2 separate regions of the Mus musculus genome follow, and region 1 is linked to region 2. Evidence: chromatin contacts called from public promoter capture Hi-C data. All regions are on one chromosome and are shown on one strand. The core of a region is the stretch at or near the end of the contact, and the rest is flanking DNA. Distances in the headings are between cores, read along the strand shown. Region 1 holds the start of Ccdc24 (coiled-coil domain containing 24). Region 2 holds the start of Mutyh (mutY DNA glycosylase).

What was found. Promoter capture Hi-C pulls out the DNA fragments that hold promoters and counts their contacts.
Region 1: a contact with region 2 is called in a promoter capture Hi-C map of embryonic stem cells. The contact joins the promoter of Ccdc24 here to the promoter of Mutyh in region 2. A contact is called at or near these places in 3 of 39 promoter capture datasets (embryonic stem cells, hippocampal neurons and liver) and 2 of 115 datasets of contacts at active chromatin or transcription factors (double positive thymocytes and large pre-B cells).

What each region holds. Positions count from the first base shown.
Region 1 is chr4:117,870,888-117,874,500 of GRCm38.p6, forward strand. Ccdc24 (coiled-coil domain containing 24) reads right to left here and starts at 1,583. Exons shown (of 8, transcript NM_001034876.1): 1 at 1,508-1,583; 2 at 1,102-1,293; 3 at 860-973; 4 at 177-302. The coding sequence starts at 1,259. It overlaps B4galt2 (UDP-Gal:betaGlcNAc beta 1,4- galactosyltransferase, polypeptide 2), which reads right to left. Exons shown (of 8, transcript NM_017377.5): 8 at 2,113-3,116. The coding sequence ends at 2,966.
Region 2 is chr4:116,806,211-116,809,626 of GRCm38.p6, forward strand. It overlaps Mutyh (mutY DNA glycosylase), which reads left to right and starts at 1,524. Exons shown (of 16, transcript NM_133250.2): 1 at 1,524-1,561. It overlaps Toe1 (target of EGR1, member 1 (nuclear)), which reads right to left and starts at 1,349. Exons shown (of 8, transcript NM_026654.2): 1 at 1,258-1,349; 2 at 407-549; 3 at 276-316; 4 at 49-145. The coding sequence starts at 1,309.

The DNA.
Region 1 (3,613 bases), core at 333-2,832, 1.1 Mb after region 2:
TGTAATTGGCTACTTGCTAGTTTTGTAGCAGTCCCACTAACTGCCCAACACACACACACACACACACAGAGTCTACCAACCTGGCACACTACCCCTTTCTGGCAGTCCCAGCCCCTTAATTTCCACTCCTGTCTTCTTGCCCCCAATCTATACACTCAGGTGCCCTGAAGCCTCACCTCAGGTGTCTGACAACTTGGTCAATATTAGACACATTCAGTTGGTCCTTGATGACAGTGAGGTCCCTGGGACAGGTGCTGACAGGTGAGGTTACCATCACCCTCTCTGTGTTGTTCATTCCAGCCCTTCAGGGAACAAATGCCACTTCTAGAGCCTTTTGTTTTTCTCAGGCAGGCCACCTAACAGTGCAAACAATAGCCCCAGAGCCCTGGCTTGCACCTGGTAGTTCTGCCACCTTCACTGTGTGACCTCAGGGAAATTGTCCTTTTGAGTGTTCATTCTGTCACCTGAAAAGCTGGGGACAATGCTCAGCTTATAGGATTGTGGGAGGATTTGAATAAGAAACTGGCACAGTATACTTGTGCACATGAGGACATTAATCCCTCTCTGTCCCCAGCTGAGCATGTCATTTGTCACCTCCTCCCAGCTCTTCCTGTACCTCCAGCCCAAGCCTTTGGTCTCATCTGCTAGGCCTGAAAATAACTGTTCACTGGACATGGCCTCCTGTTCTCCCTCCAGCCCCTGCCTACAAAACTCTCCATTTTATCTGCTTGGAAAACTACTCCCTTCCGCCAGGCTGGGCAGGTGTCCCCTTAAGGACTTCAGCCTTTATGTGCCGAGCCCTATCACAAGTGGCTATAACAGTGTCCAGCCCCAGTTGGGCAGAGTCTTCTGTTTTTACCTGGGCTCATCAGCTCTCATCGGGAGTTCCTGTTGTGTTGAGTCACACCTGGTATCCTCTAAGGCAAAGCGAAGGACCCTGGGACTATACTGGGCCCACATCTGGGTCTGGTCCCTGAAAGCATGTGCATGAAGGGACCTGAGGACCTCCTTTCAGGAAACACCAGGAAAGGTCACCCTGGCTCTTTATCAGGGGCAGCCCATCTGGTGTCCCGGCAAGGAGGCCATGGCTGAGAATCCCACCTGCCCTCACTGATAGCCTTAAGGCGGAGGCCTTGGAGTAACTGTCGGAGTTCTTGGCGAATGAGGTCCCTCAAGAGGGGGGGTGGTGCCAGTAGGGAGGGAGGGTCAGAGTTGGAAACTTGAGAAGACTGGATCTCTTGGAGCAGCGCCTTTAGCATCGCCACCTGTAAGGAGAGCTGGGGTACCTTGCCACTGGGGCAGAGGGGACGGGTTTAATGTGTGTTGGTTGAGGGTTGCCAAGGGATGGGAGGAGCTAAACAGAGAGCAAGGGCAGGCAGTGAGAACAAGGTGTTGGGGGGGGGGGGGGCGGTATCACCAAATAGGGTTAGGGACCTGGTGGTGGTAGGAAATCACTAGAGTTGTGATCACTAGGAATGTGGCCCACCCCCACCCACCGGACTCCCACCTCCTCTCGCAACTCCAGACTCAGGTCCACTGCTGCCTCCCCCAGAATCCTCTTCACTTCAGGCCGCTCCGGGAGTGGAACATGCTCCTCCACCAGCTCCCACAGTGCTGGGGAGTCCCCGGGCATGGCCTGCATGGGTCGCGGCCTCCTGATCAGATCTACAGGCCCGGAGGTCAGAGTGCTAGATTTCCTGGGAGACCGATGGTTGCTCTGGACCAGAGCCACGCCCACCAAGCCCTTCCGGCTGACATCGATACCCCGCCCCTTTCTGCCAAAGTCCCCACACCAGAATTGTGCTGTCTTTTGGTGGCCTACTATGAGCAGACCCTTCAGGGTGTGGGGTCCTTGCCTCTTCTGGGGGAAGCCTGGCTGTGGGAATCGGCCCTTAGCCCCTCCCCTCCTAAGAGTCGGTCACCTGGGAAACCATCCGTGCCCTGGGATCAGCCCTCGAAAGAGGCCCTGCCCCTGCCCGCAGTGGCTAAGCACCCTGTGCTTATCCCAGGGCACCTTTCTGCCTCTGAGGGAGAAGAGCTGAGAAATCTGGCCCCACTGGTCCGCTATTTCCTTATCCCTACTAGTTTGAAAGCAGTGTCAAGATAAAACTTTCTCCCTGTAACAGTGGAAGTGGCAGGGCTAGGAAATTTATTAAGTTACTAGAAGACCCTAGCCAGGTCACCTCCCACAACACAAACTAGCTTCGGGAATCCAGATCCCGTTCACAGACAGACAAGGGGGCTGCTCCGTTAACGTTTTTTACTAAAGCACCCACACAAGTTTCTGTGCAACATATAAACAGAGCAGGCCCTGGGGCTCCTGCCTCCTCTCTAAGGGAGGGAGGCCAGATCCATTGACTGATCCAGGCCCCACCTGTCCCTCATGCAAAGGTCAACCCCATGGTCCCAGGAAACAACACAGCACCCCTTCTGGTCCCCTCCTGGGGGTGCTCCTCAGTAGGTGGCTCACCAAAGCTTGCCCCCTACAATGTTGAATGAAAAAGGTTTCCCCTCCCCTGGAAGCATGAGGGGTCTCCAGATCTGAGGAATTCCCCCCTGGAAGAGACACTGCCCCCTAGTCAAACCTCCCACCTTTTCAGGCCCTAGGGGACTCGAGGGGAGTGGGGAAATTGAGGCACAGAGAGGTGGAGTGACCTAGCCCAGGCCACTCCGCGAGGCAGTGCAGGGGCTGGCCCAACCCTAAAAGTGAGGAGGTTTGGGCTGGGAAAAGTAGGACAGGAAGAGGGGTTGACCCCAGAGAGGGCCATAAGTGGGGCTTGCCCAAACGCCCCTCAAAGTGAATGCTGGAACTTCTAGGTGCAGCTGTCTATTAGACTCAGAAAACAGCTCACAGTCACAGTCTTGGGGACAACCCTTAGAGCAGCTGTCAGCCAGGCTGGAGGTCAGGCCTCTGGCAGGCAGCCTTCCATACTAGAAAAGCATGGAGGGCCTTGGTCCGTTAGTGTCAGCCTTGAGTGAGCCACGACATGGGCTGTCCAATGTCCACTGTGATGTTGGTGAAGAGCGGTTGCCGAGACACTTCCAAGACTCGGTACCGCACGGATCCAATGCCGTCCCACTTCATGCTCATCTTTGTGTTTTGAATCTTATTAAACCTAGAAAAGGAGACGAGTTCAGATCAAGGCTAACAGTCTCTGCTCAATCCTGAATCTCTATGGCAAAGGCCCGGGCCATCCTCTCCCTTCAGGGACAACTCGCCAGAAGCCCATTGCTCTTATATTTGCTCTCAAAATAAAGACCGCAGCCCCTTCAGTCAGAAAGCTTAACAACAACCTCTCCCTCACAGGTCTCTCCATTCAGACCTCCTCCCCCCACTGTATGTATGTATGCATGTATGTATGTATGCATGTATGTACGTACGTACGTACGTTTGTTTTTATTATGGGGGACATGAGTGGAGGTCAAAAGGGTGAAGCTGGGCCTTTCCTTCTACCTTTGCATGGGTTCTGGGGACTCCAGGCTTCCCTGTGAGCGCCTCTACTCACTGGACTCTCTTGCTGGCTCGTCTGTAGTATTTGAGGCATCCCACATGTACCCCCAGGGCAGTCTCTGTCCCCTGAGAGACATATCATCTTCCCTCTAACCCTTGCCA
Region 2 (3,416 bases), core at 274-2,773:
TCTCAGGCCCCATGCCTCCCTCAGACCTGGGATGAAGGTAATTCCTACCTTATCTGGTTGCTGCCTGAAGCAGGCGAGGCCCAGGGACAGGACAGAACGGGTCCTGGCAGCATGACACACGGCCTTGTAACGTTCCTCAATGCACCTTAGAGTTGGGTTTGGGCATGAGTTAGTTTCACAAAGAACCCAAACTACCAGGGCTGGCAGTCCCTAGCTTCTGGGTTGAGACCTACATATTTGTTAGAGCTGGGATCACAGGCAAGGCTTATACTTACTGGTTCAGCAAACTCTTCCTATCCCCGAGCCCACTCAGCTCCTATGGGTGGGTAAAGGAAGTGTGGTTATTTTCCACACCCATCACCAAACACTTCACAGCCACCTGCCCTCCCTTCCTCCCACTCCTCACCGTGTCCACAGCCACAAAGCTAGCTGTCTTTAAGGCTAGCAAGAGTGATGGCCATATCTCCTTGAAGTTGTCACTCTGCACGTCTACCACAGGAACCCGAACCACAAACTCCTCTGCAGGTTGTGTGTTTTTGTTGACACCACCTGGGGATAAGGGCGTTGATGGATTTAGATGGTTTCACAAGGTCCCTGTGGAGCAAACACCAAGCTAGATGTGGGCAAAGGGGTGCCCACTGACAAGCTTTCACTTAAAGATTTTACATCTACCAGCTCTAAACACAAGCTCTGAAATGGGCAGTGCCCTAAATTTGGAAAAAGGGCATCTGTGTCTTTTAGTGCCTTTATGTGGGACTGGGAAATCATTTCTTTTTTGCATCATGATCAGGAGAAAAGTGGACTAGATAACCTTTGAGGATTCTTTATCCTCCAGCCTGTAATCCCAGGACTAGGGAGCATTAGGCTGAAGGACCACGAGTTCAAGGCTAGCCTACAGAGCATGCTCCTATCTCAAACACAAACCGATCCCATAAAGCCACATATACATGATGCCTCAACAGCTACCGGAGTGCTCCAAAGTTAAACCCAAGCTCCACTTACTGTGGACGACTACGCACTCTGGTATTACCGACTGACAACCACCGGCTCCGTCCAAAACACACCACCCATCCCACCTCACTGCTCCACTCTACAACAGTTCGGGTTTTGCAGTTGCACGCGCTGCACACTGGGAGTTGTAGTCTAAGATAGCTGAGGCAAGAAGAACTACAGGCCTGTCTCCGAGCTACCGGGCCGAGGCTTTTCCCTCCCCAGGACCCCTTAGGCTTCTGTGGCCATCCCTGGGGAGCCGCTCACCGTCAGAGGGCGTTGGAACTGGAGGCACATCATCGTCACTGTCCGCGGCCATGACGCCCCTCGCCAGCCTTCTGGAGGTACGCAGAGACTTCCGCTTCGTCTCCAGAAGCGACACGGATCTAGGATGGGGCGGGGTCTCGGCGTCTGGGTCCCGTAGGGTCAACTTCCGTTCCGAGTGGTCGGGCGGGGTGCGGAGCGTGGGCCTTGCGCGCGCTGAGTGTCTATTGGCTGGACGGTCCTACTGACCGAAGCCACGCCCCCTTCGGGGTTTCTTGGGAGCGGCCGGTCGGAGACTGCGCAGGAGGTAATCTGTGCTTTCATTTGTGGTGGCGGGAACGTGGAATCTTAAAATTACAGCCGATCGTTTCACTTACACAAACTCAGGGTTGGCATGGGCAGCGCAGGCTTCTCGGCGCTGGGTTGGGGAAAGAATGCCTCCTGCGCTGAGCTAAAGCAAGCCTAGGAGTTCGGGAGAGAGGGGTGCACGGCCGAGTAAAGGGGTCCTGAGCATGGACACAAGTCCAGAAAGATAAGGAAGTGAGAGGGAAGCGTTCTACAGGACACAGGTAGATAAGTGGTAAAATGACCAGGAACGTTTTAAAGATAATTCACCCAAGTATTAATGTGCACTTGAGTTAAGGTTTTGGTAGGTCTTAATTTGACCTGTAGGTGGTAACAATGTCGGAATTCAGTCCCATCCTAGGAAGTGTTCTCTAGCTCCACCGACCTAGATTTCTCCTTATCTTAAAAGATAAAAGGCTTCAAACTTATCTTTAAAAATTCAGGCTGGGTGGGATGGTGCCTGACAATAATCTCATCCTTCAGGAGGCAGAGGCAGGCGGATCTCTGAGTTCAAGGCCAGCCTGGTGTACTGAGTGAGCTCCAGGGCTGCACAGAGAAACTCTCGTCTCTATAAAACAAAACAAAAAGCAATCTCCACACCTGGAGTGCTGGGTTATAGGTGTGCACAACCACTCTAGTTTGACTTTTTTTTTTTTTTTTTTTTTTGGTTTTTCGAGACAGGGTTTCTCTGTATAGTCCTGGCTGTCCTGGAACTCACTTTGTAGACCAGGCTGGCCTCAAACTCAGAAATCCACCTGCCTCTGCCTCCTGAGTGCTGGGATTAAAGGCGTGCGCCACCACGCCCGGCTAGTTTGACTTTTTAAAAAAGATTTGTAGTGGGCGATGGTGGCGCACGCCTTTAGCCCCAGCACTTTGGGAGGCAGAGGCAGGCGGATTAGGTGGGTTTCTGAGTTCGAGGCCAGCCTGGTCTACAAAGTGAGTTCCAGGACAGCCAGAACTACACAGAGAAACCCGTCTCCAAAAAACAAAAACAAAAAAGGTTTGTTACTATTTTTAATTCCGTGTATGATTTCTGCGTGGGTCCGTGTGTGTGAGTGCAGTCGGATCCCACCCTCCAACACAGATCTCACAGCCCTCTAATCCCCCTGGCCGTAGCCTAGGGCTGATATCACAGCTGGTTTATGAGCAGTCCAATATGGATGCTATGATCAAAACTCATGAGCCCCCACTGTGCAGCCACGTGGGATCCGGGATTGAACCCAGGACTTCATGTTCCCTAGACAGTCACTAACTGACCAACATCTCCACTCAAAAGTTGTGGGATTTTTTTTAACTTTTACTTTGTTTGTTTAATATATATGACTGCTTTCCTGTATATGTGCACAGGGTCCCTGTGTCCGTGTTTATTTGATATATATGAGTATTTTCTTGAATATATGTATGTGCACAGGGAGGGTCCCTGGTGCCCATGAGGCTAGAAGAAGGTGTTGGATCACCTGAAACTGGAGTTTCAGATGATTATGAGGTGCTGGAAATCCAACTAATTATCACTAACCACTGAACTATCTTCTCAACTCCCAGGCTTGTGGTTGGTTGGTTTATTTGTTTGAGATGAAACCAGAGTTCATAGTCATCCAGCTTAGCTTCCAAAATGCTGTTTCATTTAAAGTAGAATAAGAAGACATTGACCAAAAGAATCAAAAGTAAATTTGACATTACACTTGCTATAAAAGCTACAATGGAGAATGCCAGGTATGGTGGTGACAAAAGCCATGAACCTTAGCACTAGGGAGGCAGAGTTCCAGGCCAGCCAAGGCTGCATAGTGAGAGCCTGTGGCAAAATAAAGTAAAATAAG